Linked DNA regions of Mus musculus: regions 1, 2 and 3 are each linked to region 4. Evidence: chromatin contacts called from public HiChIP or PLAC-seq, Micro-C and promoter capture Hi-C data. All regions are on one chromosome and are shown on one strand. Each heading gives the region's core, a stretch centred on a gene start, on an enhancer-like site or on the middle of the called end of the contact. The rest is flanking DNA. Distances are from core to core; before and after follow the strand shown. Region 1 has its middle 5.9 kb from the start of Gm40981. Region 2 overlaps Slc35d2 (solute carrier family 35, member D2). Region 3 holds the start of Zfp367 (zinc finger protein 367). Region 4 overlaps Ptch1 (patched 1).

What was found. Promoter capture Hi-C pulls out the DNA fragments that hold promoters and counts their contacts. A called contact is a pair of places that touch in the nucleus more often than the background predicts. HiChIP or PLAC-seq counts read pairs in DNA pulled down with a chosen protein or histone mark.
Region 1: a contact with region 4 is called in a Micro-C map of palatal mesenchyme, with 2.9 times the contacts expected there. The contact joins two enhancer-like sites.
Region 2: a contact with region 4 is called in a promoter capture Hi-C map of liver, with 2.3 times the contacts expected there. The contact joins two enhancer-like sites. A contact is called at or near these places in 5 of 39 promoter capture datasets (the 3T3-L1 cell line, embryonic stem cells, hippocampal neurons and 1 more), 4 of 484 Hi-C or Micro-C datasets (extraembryonic endoderm stem cells, frontal cortex, nephron progenitors and 1 more), 2 of 115 datasets of contacts at active chromatin or transcription factors (both in embryonic stem cells) and 2 of 9 other capture datasets (embryonic stem cells and pancreatic islet).
Region 3: an H3K4me3 HiChIP or PLAC-seq map of pro-B cells shows a contact between it and region 4, with 3 times the contacts expected there. The contact joins the promoter of Zfp367 here to the enhancer-like site in region 4. A contact is called at or near these places in 4 of 39 promoter capture datasets (HPC-7-derived erythroid cells, hippocampal neurons, liver and 1 more), 1 of 484 Hi-C or Micro-C datasets (embryonic stem cells), 3 of 115 datasets of contacts at active chromatin or transcription factors (memory CD8 T cells, pancreatic cancer cells and pro-B cells) and 2 of 9 other capture datasets (adipose tissue and liver).

What each region holds. Positions count from the first base shown.
Region 1 is chr13:62,922,393-62,925,092 of GRCm38.p6, reverse strand. No RefSeq gene overlaps it. Among named protein-coding and RNA genes, the nearest start is that of Gm40981, 5.9 kb to the right of the region's middle. Within about 2 kb of position 1,437, at least 6 of the 459 cell types and tissues checked have an H3K27ac peak or open chromatin away from gene starts, as enhancers often do. A contact at or near this core is called in palatal mesenchyme, where this site is marked.
Region 2 is chr13:64,104,548-64,107,247 of GRCm38.p6, reverse strand. Slc35d2 (solute carrier family 35, member D2) reads left to right here. Exons shown (of 12, transcript NM_001001321.3): 8 at 141-233; 9 at 2,448-2,515. Among named protein-coding and RNA genes, the nearest start is that of Hsd17b3, 17 kb to the right of the region's middle. Within about 2 kb of position 1,362, at least 28 of the 459 cell types and tissues checked have an H3K27ac peak or open chromatin away from gene starts, as enhancers often do. A contact at or near this core is called in liver, where this site is marked.
Region 3 is chr13:64,151,645-64,154,457 of GRCm38.p6, reverse strand. Zfp367 (zinc finger protein 367) reads left to right here and starts at 1,259. Exons shown (of 5, transcript NM_175494.5): 1 at 1,259-1,858. The coding sequence starts at 1,469.
Region 4 is chr13:63,527,175-63,529,901 of GRCm38.p6, reverse strand. It overlaps Ptch1 (patched 1), which reads left to right. Exons shown (of 24, transcript NM_008957.3): 16 at 2,613-2,727. Among named protein-coding and RNA genes, the nearest start is that of Ptch1, 37 kb to the left of the region's middle. Within about 2 kb of position 1,436, at least 157 of the 459 cell types and tissues checked have an H3K27ac peak or open chromatin away from gene starts, as enhancers often do. A contact at or near this core is called in embryonic stem cells, liver, memory CD8 T cells and 3 more, where this site is marked.

The DNA.
Region 1 (2,700 bases), core at 188-2,687, 600 kb after region 4:
CTGTGAGGTTTACTTAGAGGCAGTAATAACCTCACCAAGCCCATTTAAGGTCTCATTAAGTTCAAAACCTGGGGCTTTAGAGGTATTGAAAGGGTAGGTAAGGACTTAGGGAAATGAGGCATATTCTCAAAGAAGCAGTTCAAAGCTTTCACATGTGGGCTGCTTGCTGTGCAAGCATGAAGACATAAGTTACCATCCTAGCAACCATGTTAAGAGCCTGGGCGTGGCCATGTGCGCCTGTGATCCCAGCACAATGGAGCTGTAAGCAGGAGGCTCATTATCACTGGTGTTTCCTGGCTACCAGGTTAGTTCCAGGTTCACCAGAGAGACCATATCAAGGACACAAGGCAGTAAGTGGTGGGATAGGATACCCCAAGTCCTCCTCTAGTCTCTGTGGGTTCACAGCTGTACATACACACATGCACATACCACACTTCCAGATGTCAACATTTTAGAAAGCAATCCTAAAACTGTTTATTACTGCTTAGTTAAGAAGGAACCAGAAGAAGAGCCGGGAACCTGAAATGCCCGCAAAGCTAAAGGACACACCGATGACAGGAAACACAAATAGCTGTGCCTTTCCGACTTCCAGAGCTGAAAAGGCAAACTCCCAGGAATAAATCTGGTTAACTATTTCCCATCATCTCAAACACCTACTCTGAGTTTTGAGCCACACAGAGCAGCCTGTAACCAAGGGTGGAGTTGAACCCAACAGGGCGAGTGGAATGTACATAATTCTTTCTCTCTGTGTTGGCCTCAGAAGCTAGGGTACAGTTTTACCCAAGGCTCATGCCAGACTCCCTGAAAGCATCAATGGATAAAATCTCTGGGTGGCAGGCCCTTTGTCCTTTTCCTACAGATCTGCCTTCCCTCTCCTTGCAAGGCGTTCCACTCATCTCTTTCCATTCCAACTGCACTGGAAGCACTTTTAACTTTCCCTCTAGTTTCCATGTGGTTTGCCCGAGAATGCGCTCTGAGAAGAGCCTCCCTGACCTTAGGCCTCTTTTCCCAAGACCAAGGTGACATTTTAGTTACAATATTGACTTAGTAGAGATCAAAATTGATACTTTATTAGTAATTTTTTCAATAAATCAGAGCCTGGACATCTGAAGGAGAGAAAGGAAAATCTGAATGTCTGAGTTCCTATAGGGCAGCCCCACCCCCCAACCCCCACAGAGGTAGTAAGAAGGTAAATGAAAATCTTTGGGTGGTGGCTGATTTACCACCCAAGGGAACACCCGTCAAGTGTGGTATTTATCCATGCGTAGTGTTCCATGCACTCCCCCTGAAATGTCCATGTGGCTTTGTATACATGTGTTTACAGGATGTGTAAATAAACATGAATGGAATATGAAACACATGGTCCATGTTTATAAAATATGCATCCATTTACGCTAATGAAAAATCACTTCCATCCAAGAAGAAACGATGCCGCACAGAAGTGCTGGTGGGAAGGGAGAGTGCTGGTCTTTCCACCCTCGTGCTTGGGGGAAACTGAGTCATCAATGCCTTTGTCATAAAAGGCAGGGAATTTGGCTTCTGTTGACATCAAAATGGCTTAAAGACACGTAAGCTGAAAAGAAAGCTTCCCTCTGGAATCGTTTGCACAACGGAGCGTTTAAAACCAGCTTCCGGCGGCCTTGTCACCTTATGTTCTCACGCATCCTGCTTTAGTAAGTGTTTCCAAGCTTCCCAGTAAGTCCATGTGCATAAGAATTGCTGGAAAGCCTGCTTAAAATACACATCTCTAGAGATTGCAAAAGTCACGTGAGTACCAGGAGCTTAACTTTCTACTAGCTGCTCACAGGCTCAGGCCAACTGAGGAAACCATTTGATTTTATCAAGTCTTGGGGGAATGGAAGGAGAATTCCACCCTTTTACAATTTGTGTGTGTGTGTGCCTGCTGTGTGTGTGCCTGTTGTGTATGTGTCTAATGTGTATGTCTATTGCGTGTGTGTCAGTGTTTGTGTGAATCTATTGTGTGTGTGTGTGTGTGTGTGTGTGTGTGTGCCTTTTGTGTGTGTGTCTAGTGTGTATGTGTCTAAGTGAATCTATTGTGTGTGTGTCTTCTGTGTGTGTCTATTGTGTGTGTGTCTATTTTGTGGTCTGTGTCTCTGTGTGTGTAAATGATGTAATTGTGTAGTGTTGTTATATACTAATACGAAATGGGGTGGGATGGGTCAGGGGTGCACAATAGGGAGGAAAACAAGTTTGTCTACTCCACATGAGCCTTTTCCAACTTCACTGGAGTAAGCAGGTCTGAGCTTGCAGAGCTCAAGCAGCTGCAATGCTGGCTGCCATGAAGTCAGTTCATGCAGTCACAACTGCTATCAGTCCAGACTCCAGCCCTGGTGAAGTGCATTTTGAATTAACCTACGTGTTGTGACTTTGAGGTGCCATTCTAAGTGATATTAAACGACATTGCAAAAAAAAAAAAAAAAAACCACACTACATGTAATGGAACCTACTCATGAAACATTACCATGTATGTGTGATCTAGAGTTTGAGGAAAACTTTGGGCTACCTAGTGAGACCCTGTCTAAAAACAAACAAACAAACAAACACACCCACAAAGTAAAAACAAACAACAATATCTCAAACAATAACAAGAAAGCTGGGTGTGGAGGGTTATGCCTCCCAGTGTTAGGGAAGCAGAGGTAGGTGGATCTATGTGAGTATGAAGTCAACCTGATCTACATA
Region 2 (2,700 bases), core at 113-2,612, 580 kb before region 4:
TACAACAGACATGGGCCAAAAGTCTTACAGTACATTGCCAGCCTTTTAAACATTCTAATTGTGCATAAATAGACAAATCAGCCCAGAAGACACGATACCTTAGAGCTCTAGAGTTGAATGCAATCTTCTTATTTTCACAGGAGCTGGGGAAATATGGAGTGCTTTTCTATAATGCCTGCTTCATGCTCATCCCAACTGTCATTATTAGCGTCTCTACTGGAGACTTTCAGCAGGTAAATATGGCCCGTGTTATAAACATGGTTAAGGTAGGTGAGGCCGAGCTAGGTGTGCTAGGGTGAGTGTGTTCAGTGTGTCATTGACTTTGTTGTATTTTTTTACTTTGTGGGTAAATTGAGAGTTAGACTCTTTGTTAGTGGAGAAGTAATTTATTAAATTCTCATATTCTAGGAGAACTTTGCCTCCTGATGTGGTGCTAGTTCACCCACTGCTTGCCCTCTCTGGCCTCTTCAGTTTAGACTCTAGAGATTTAGGCAGAAGCTCTCTGAATTGAGCGATTACCAGGCACTGAAATTGCAGATGGACTGGAGAGCTTTGTAGAATTATTATTTAGAAATATATATATATAACTAGAATAATACACTGAAAGATCTAAGAGCAATATCCAGGGCTGGGGATGTAGCTCAGTGGTAGAACACTGGCTGGCATGCACAGGACTGTGGGTTTGATCCTCAGTGCCACAAAGGGGAGTGGGGGGATCAAAGGACTTTTTTTATTCCTCTAAAATGATAAAATACAAAAGCTATAATGTTTAGAATACAATTCATTTGGGCTGGAGAGATGGCACTTGCTGCCAAGCCTGATAACCTGAGTTCCATCGCCAGGAGCCATATTACATATCGAGAGAGCTGATTCTGGCAGACTGTCTGTGAGTACCGTGTGTGTGCTGTGTCTAAACCACATACCTACACCACACGCACGCACAAATGTAATAGAAAACCTAAAGATAAAATATGAGTATACCTTTACTAAAGTATTAGATGGCAAGAGATGACCAGAGATGTAGATATACACTGTAATTAGTAATGAAAATGAGGGAGAGTCCCTAGCAGGTAAATGTGATCTGTTTTCACTCGGCAACTATCTGAAATGTTCACTGAATTACTCCAAGATCTTTTAGCTGGTTGCATGACTGAGTCCATTTTAGATTATGAACTAAATATGATAAAGAGGGGAGTTCATGTACACTGAACTAAATACACTGGAAGCTGACGGATAACACGGAGTGAAATATTCTCTCTCTGTCATTGGAGGAAGAATGAATGAGTCAACAGGGAGAGATGGAAAGGCCAAAGTTTTTGGTGACTCACTACTCTGGGAAGTGAGTCCTGGACTTTGGACTTACAGTCGGTGGATTATTAACTGTGGGAAATGAAGTCAGAGATAGCAGCCCTTCTGTTAACAAACCCCAGGTCCTTGGGAGATGCTCATTTGACCTTCCCTCTAGGAGGCCAAAATACATGTAGTGTGTTGCAACTGAGGGAGAGGGATTTTAAAATATTGATTTTTTTTCTGATTGACCCCCCCAAAGTGCAAAAGATTCATAATCTAGCATGCTTTGTATATTCTGTTTCTTCAAATGTTACCAGTATAGATTCATTCTTAAAGATAGAAAACTAGTGTTTATTAAAGTGTGCACTGGTGAAGAACATATGTATTTTAAGAAATATTACTAAATAACCCTCTCTGGGTTTATGTTGTCCAGAGTAAATAATTTTTATTGATTGTTTATATAAATACTTCTAGCTCTTGGTTTTTAACTTATTACAATTTGGTTATTTAATTATGTGTGTGTGTGTGTGTGTGTGTGTGTGTGTGTGTGTGTGTGTGTGTGTGTGTGTGTGTATAAGGATGTTGCCTTAGTTAGTGACCAAGGCAACTCTTATAAGGACAACATTTAATTGGGGCTGGCTTACAGGTTCAGAGGTTCGGTCCATTATCATCCAGGCAGGAACATGGCAGCATCCAGGCAGAAATGGTGCAGGAGGAGCTGAAAGTTCTACATCTTCATCAGAAGGCTGCCAGCAGAAGACTGGCTTCCAGGCAGCTAGGATAAGGTTCTTATACACTTATGGTGACACACCTACTCCAACAAGGCCACACCTCCAAATAGTGCCACTTCCTAGGCCAAGCATGTACAAGCCATCACAGATGTACTCATGACACGCTGCACATAGGGAATCAGAAGGCTACTCAATAAGTAACAGCAAAACCTTTTTATGATGGAAACTTTCAAACGTAAAGGTTTGGAAAGTAGTACAATAAGCCCCTGTTTAACTAGTTATTGATATTTAATGCATTGTCTCTTTGATAGAACTGTGTAATTATTGTCAATGCATCAATGGCACAAAAGGTGGTAAGGTTGTGCTAACTGGATTTAAGCTGAACTGTCACTAACCGCACGATGGATCTTTTCTTTGTCATCACAGGCCACTGAATTCAGACACTGGAAGAATGTCTTATTTATCATACAGTTTCTCCTTTCCTGTCTTTTGGGGTAAGAAACTGTATGTAAGTGGAGAAGTCGGTTGATGGTATTTCTTGACAAGTCAGATCTAATTTGTCTGCCTGTCTCTTCTGCCAGAATCCTCTTTCTTGTGTTTCTCTTGACTTTATCTGGGCAGGGCACCCCTCCCCTGTACTCCCAACACACACACAAGCCCTGCATTTGCAGGCTCTGTT
Region 3 (2,813 bases), core at 10-2,509, 620 kb before region 4:
ATTTGATGGAGTTTAGTTACCGGTTCTATCGCTTAACCACTGGATACTCATTCAGATATAAAAATCTTTATGGAGTCTCTACTAGGAACAGGCTGCCTGGGAAACGCAGCAAGCAAATGAGCTCCAGTTGCCAGTTCTATCCTTTAGCCTCTAAAGAGATTTTTAAAAAATCTTTGAACTGCTACCACCATCAGACTGCCTGGGAAACACTGCAAGCAAGTACGACCGGGAGCTGACTACTGTGCGAATGGTTGCTCATGCGTCCCACCGCGGTCCCGAGCCTGGCAGCAAGAACCAATAGTCCGGGAACCGTAGCAGGGCTGGTCACGGGACTCACATTAAGAACCCATGCCCTTAGGCAGGAGTGGTGACTCACGTCTTTAGTCCCAGTACTGGGTGTGTGTGTGTATGGAGGGGGGGGGGCGAATGGGATCTCTGACTTCGAGGCCCTCCTGGTCCCTACATAGGGAGTTACAGGGCAGCCAGGACTCTATAGAGACCCTGTCTCAAAACAAAAACAAGCCGGGCGGTGGTGGCTCATGCCTTTAATCCCAGCACTTGGGAGGCAAAGGCAGGTGGATTTCTGAGTTCGAGGCCAGCTTGGTCTACAAAGTGAGTTCCAGGGCAGCTAGGGCTATGCAGAGAAACCCTGTCTCGAAAAACAAAACAAAACCAACAACAACCCCCCAACGCCCAAAAAGAAGTGGTGCTTTGCTGGCGCCTTGAGCAGCCGTGGGTGGGGTGGGGTGGGACGGGCGCGGCCTCAGCCCTTTAAACTGGCTGCGCGCGGGAGGGGGCGGATTGGGTGGGGCGATGGGGAGGGCCCTCTCCACTGCAACTTCTCCAGACTCCTACCCTCTTTACACCCCCTCTTCTTCTGGTGGGGGAGGGACCCAGCATGCTCGCCCCGCCCACCACCACGCCCCTTTCCCGCAGCTCCTCCAATCAACAGCCTCTTTCCCCCTCCCCACCTTCGCAGGAGTCATCCGGCCAGGGTGGGGCTCCCGACGGGTGTGTCAGGACAAGACGCGCGCTCCTACAGACTTTCGAACGCAGTTGGCCCTCCAGACAAAAAAGTATGAGAGCGGCGGCCAATGACGTGGCAGTAAGGACCCGCGCTCGAATTGGTTCCGCCCCCTCCGGACGGAACACAGCCTGGACCCGGCTATTGGCTCTCGCGACCTGTCACTCGTCGCGGTGGCCAGCCGCAGGGTCCTCGCGGTGACTGGTTCCGCCCAGGCGCGAAATGTAACGCGGGAAAAGCCGAAGCGGGGACCGCGGCGGCAGGTTGTTATTCTCGGGGACTCGGCGCCTCGCGTCCCGTTTTCCTGTCAGCAACGCTGCTGCAGCCTGATCGCCCGGAGCCGCCTGCCATGAGCCGGCGGCTGTGAGGCGCCGAGACGTAGCAGCGCGGGCGAGCAAGGCAAGCTCGGGCCGCCGAGAGCGCGAGGGCTGCAGACGAGCCAGCATGATCCGCGGCGCCCCGGCACCCATGGCGGAGCCGCCGCCGGTCGTCTTCTGCCACGACTCCCCGAAGCGCGTACTGGTATCGGTCATCAGGACCACGCCGGCAACGCCTCCGTGCAGCAGCGTGGGGGAGCCCGAGCCGCCGCCGCCGCTCGTCCCCACTAGCCCCGGCTTCAGCGACTTCATGGTGTACCCGTGGCGCTGGGGTGAGAACGCGCATAACGTGACGCTCAGCCCGGGGGCGGCGGGCGGCGTCGTTTCAGCCGGACTGCCCGTGGCGGCTGAACTCCCGACGCTGCGGGGTGCGCCTCAGTCCTCCGCCTCCGTGGCCGCCGTGTCGGGCGGGGAGGACGAGGAGGAGGCGAGCAGCCCAGACAGCGGCCACCTCAAGGTGAGTGGCTCGGGCGGCCCCGGGCGCGGGGCGGCCTGGGGCCCGTTAACGGCGCCGCTCGCCAGCGGGGCGGGGCCGGAGAGGAAAAGCGGGGTGGCGGGGGCGGTGGCTGACAGGACGCTGACGTCACTGCCGCGCGCCAAAACCGGACCTTTGGGGGCAAGGTGGTCATGTGACGGGTGCGGCGCGAAGGCCGGTCTGAGGGCAGCAGGTGCAGCGGGGTGATGAGGGGGAGGCTCGCTGTGTCCAGATGCCTTGCACTGCTGTGCTTGTAACCTCGCGGCCTCGGCCTGCTTAGATGTGGGAAGGAAGGATGTGAGCATTTGGCTCCAGCCCACATTGGGGCGGGGGCCAAGTATCGCACTGTATCCCTGGCCTGCCTGGGACTCTCAGAGTTCTACTTTCCGAGTGCTGGAATTCAAGGCTAGCGACACCATGCCCTACTATACCCTTTACATCCGGAGCAGCTGAGGGTTAGGGAGTTTGTTAAAGCGTCTTCATGAAAATCGTATGTATAGCTAGCTAGTGGGAGTGTTGGCACACGGTGACTGTGCTCGGAAGGAACCGGGAGTGTGTTTATGGGGCTAGACTTAATACTGGACATTCATCAGAGCTCAGGAAGGTATCGGTAAATCTGTGTGTCGAATACATGGTATTGCAAGATAAATATGCAGTTTTCTGTTGTTGGTTGACTGCCAGAATAACTTGATTTGCTACAGGTGTAGCAAAGCAAATTACCCAGCGGATTAAGGGATGCCTAGTTTATCAATTGAAGCAAGTTTGGTAACATTGTGTATGGGCGGTAGCCAAAAAGGTGAAACTGTTTTGTGTGAGGAAGTAGGTACTTAGCTAGTGGTATTATTATAGAGCAGTAAAGTTGAAACTTGCACCACAGTGCATATTTGAAAGAACAGTAGAGATGTTGGTAGTAGAAACTGCGTTGGTGTAAGGAACA
Region 4 (2,727 bases), core at 187-2,686:
TGGGTAATTTCCTTTAGCCTAGACTCAAAATAATTTTCCGTGTAAAGTGTTTCTAGTTAAAGAACTGCAGCTGAAATGTAAGGGTTTGCAGTAAACTGTTGGAATGTAAATGTCAGCCAAGGGGCAAGTGTTTGGTGTACAGCCTGTGGAAGTTCAGATTTTCAGTGGTCAGTCAGAAAATACTAAAGGGGCCCTGAAAGAACTTTACTGTTGGTGACCATAGCTGGAGAGCACATTAGGGCTAGCATTGTAGGAAATTCATTCTAAGTTGGTGGCAGGGCACATGCACAGATCCCTAGGTATTGCAGAAGTCTCTGTGACTATACCTTTGCAAATATACTCTCAGTTACCTGCTTTGACAGCAGATGCTGCTAAGCTTCTGGTATTTTCCATGTATTTTGCAATTACTTCTAACAGCACACTGTACCTGTGAAAACCCACTCTAAGTAATACATGTGGAGTATGGCTGGCCTTAGGCTGCCTGGGCTCAAAGCTTAGCTGTGACTTGTCACCAGGCTCAGTCCTCTCATCTGTAAAATGGGAATCATGATTGGTTCTCTCAGGAGGTAAGCAGCTGAAGGCTGACTACCTGGAGCCAAGAGGCCCACATAAGTCTGAAGTAATAAAAGCTCTCCTCTCTCCTTGCTTGGAAAACAGACCAGGATTCTTGTAGGGGGTTGGGGGACCAGTTGTCTTTCTCTGTTTATTTTATTTTTCCAGAGTGGGAGTGGGGAAGAGCTTTGGGTCTTAAAATAACATCTGTGTAGAGTAGTGCTGCCTCTCTGTGCAAACCTGTGAAAAGCTGTGGGAGAGATTGCCACCCCGGTGGTCCCTCTACCCAGGGCCTGTAGGTGACCCAGCCTACTTCCTAAAAACAAAGCCCACTGCATAACAATGCTGGAGGGAGGCTTTTGTTAAAAAGGCTGCTCCAACTCTCCCCTCTCTCTATTCCCAAACACCTCACTGTGCTAAGCATTCACAGACCGTGTGTTTTTGTTGTTGTTGTTGTTATTTAGTTTGTTTTAGTTTCTGAAGTGCCCTTAGGCAAGTCCTGAAATGGAATAAAATGTATCTGAGTAGATGTGTCTGCTGCAGGGGGTATCTTGAGCAGCTGGGACTTGGGGGGTCTACTTGGGAGGTGTCTGGTGTGCAGTGAGGCTGGTGGGGGTATTGGGGAGAGCACCCCCCAGGCAGTGCTCAGCTCCAAGTCTGGGTCACCAGGGCCCTGTCTTCTCTTCCAGCATGCTTACCTCTTTACAGCTGTAGCCAAACTGTCAGGTCTATAATGATGGTTTTGATTACAGCGGCCAAGCCCAGCTGTGTGTGGTGAGCTGGTGGGCTCGCCCATCCCCCAAGCCCAGAAGGCTCACTCTTTCCCGCCCAGGGCTTGCGGTTTGTCATCTGTTCTCACAGAGCCCCACAGAGCCTCCCTGTGTCGGCCTGTGGCTTCCTGTTCTCAAACTGATCCAAATTTCCCCTGTGAGGTATTTCCTTGTGCTCCCTCTCCTCCACACAGCCCTCCACTCAGAAGGAAGGGTGGCAGGGAGGAAGAGAACAGGGGGAGAGTGAATAGGTGCTGGCTGTGATCTTTACATGGCCTGGCAGCAGGTCCCACAGCTTGTATTAGCTGCACAAGTCAAACAGATGGATCAGATTGACAGAGCTGTGTTCCCTCACCCTGGCTCCAGGGGCAGCCAAGTTGGGAGCTTGAATGTGATTTTTTTTTTCTGCTTGGGGTGGATTTTCTGGTCTTGGTGAGGAACTCCTGACCTATCTCCCTGTGTGGCGTGAAATGGTTAATGGATATGGTCTGTGTCTTTTCCCCTTGCTTTCTCTTGCTACAATTAGTCAGGAAGAAGGGTGGGGGGAGGCCAACCTGGCACTTGGGAGGCAGGTGGATTTGTTAGTTCCAAGCTAGCCTGATCTACATAGTGAAGTCAAGGTGCAAGCCAAGCAGAGATACATAATGAGACCTGCTCTCTCCCTCCCTTTCCCACTCTCTCATTCAGTCTTCCTTCCTTCCTTCCTTCCTTCCTTCCTTCCTTCCTTCCTTTCTTTTGGAGAAGACAGGGTTTCTCTATACAGCCATGGCTGTCCTGGAACTCACAGATCTGCCTGCCTCTGCTTCCTCCGTTTTGCAATTAAAGTCATGAACTGCCGTGCCCTCCTCTCCTTTTCTTCTTTTTGCTTGTTTTCTTTAAAAGATGTGTGTGTGTGTGTGTGTGTGTGTGTGTGTGTGTGTGTGTGATGTGCGTGTAGAGGCCAAAAGAGACAGTTATCTCTAGAGTTGGAGTTGCAGGCAGTTGTGTGCCCTCCAGAGTGGATTCTGGGGTCTGAACTTGGATCCACTGGAAGAACAGCAGCTCTAAGCCATCTGTCTTGTTCCTGGGCTTTCGTTCCTTAGTTTAAGTAAAGTGTGTGTGTTTTATTCTTCCCTCTGAGCATCTTTTGATTAGCACCACAGTTCATTCACTAGCAGATCAGGAGTCCTTCCTTAAGTGAGAGAAAACTGCAGACAAGTCGCCTACCCTGCCTCCTGTCCTCAGCCTAATCCCTCTGGACCAAAGCTCTCAGGCCAGGTTTTAATGTGTTGCACATGTTTCTGTTTCTAGGACTTCAGGATGCATTTGACAGTGACTGGGAAACTGGGAGGATCATGCCAAACAATTATAAAAATGGATCAGATGACGGGGTCCTCGCTTACAAACTCCTGGTGCAGACTGGCAG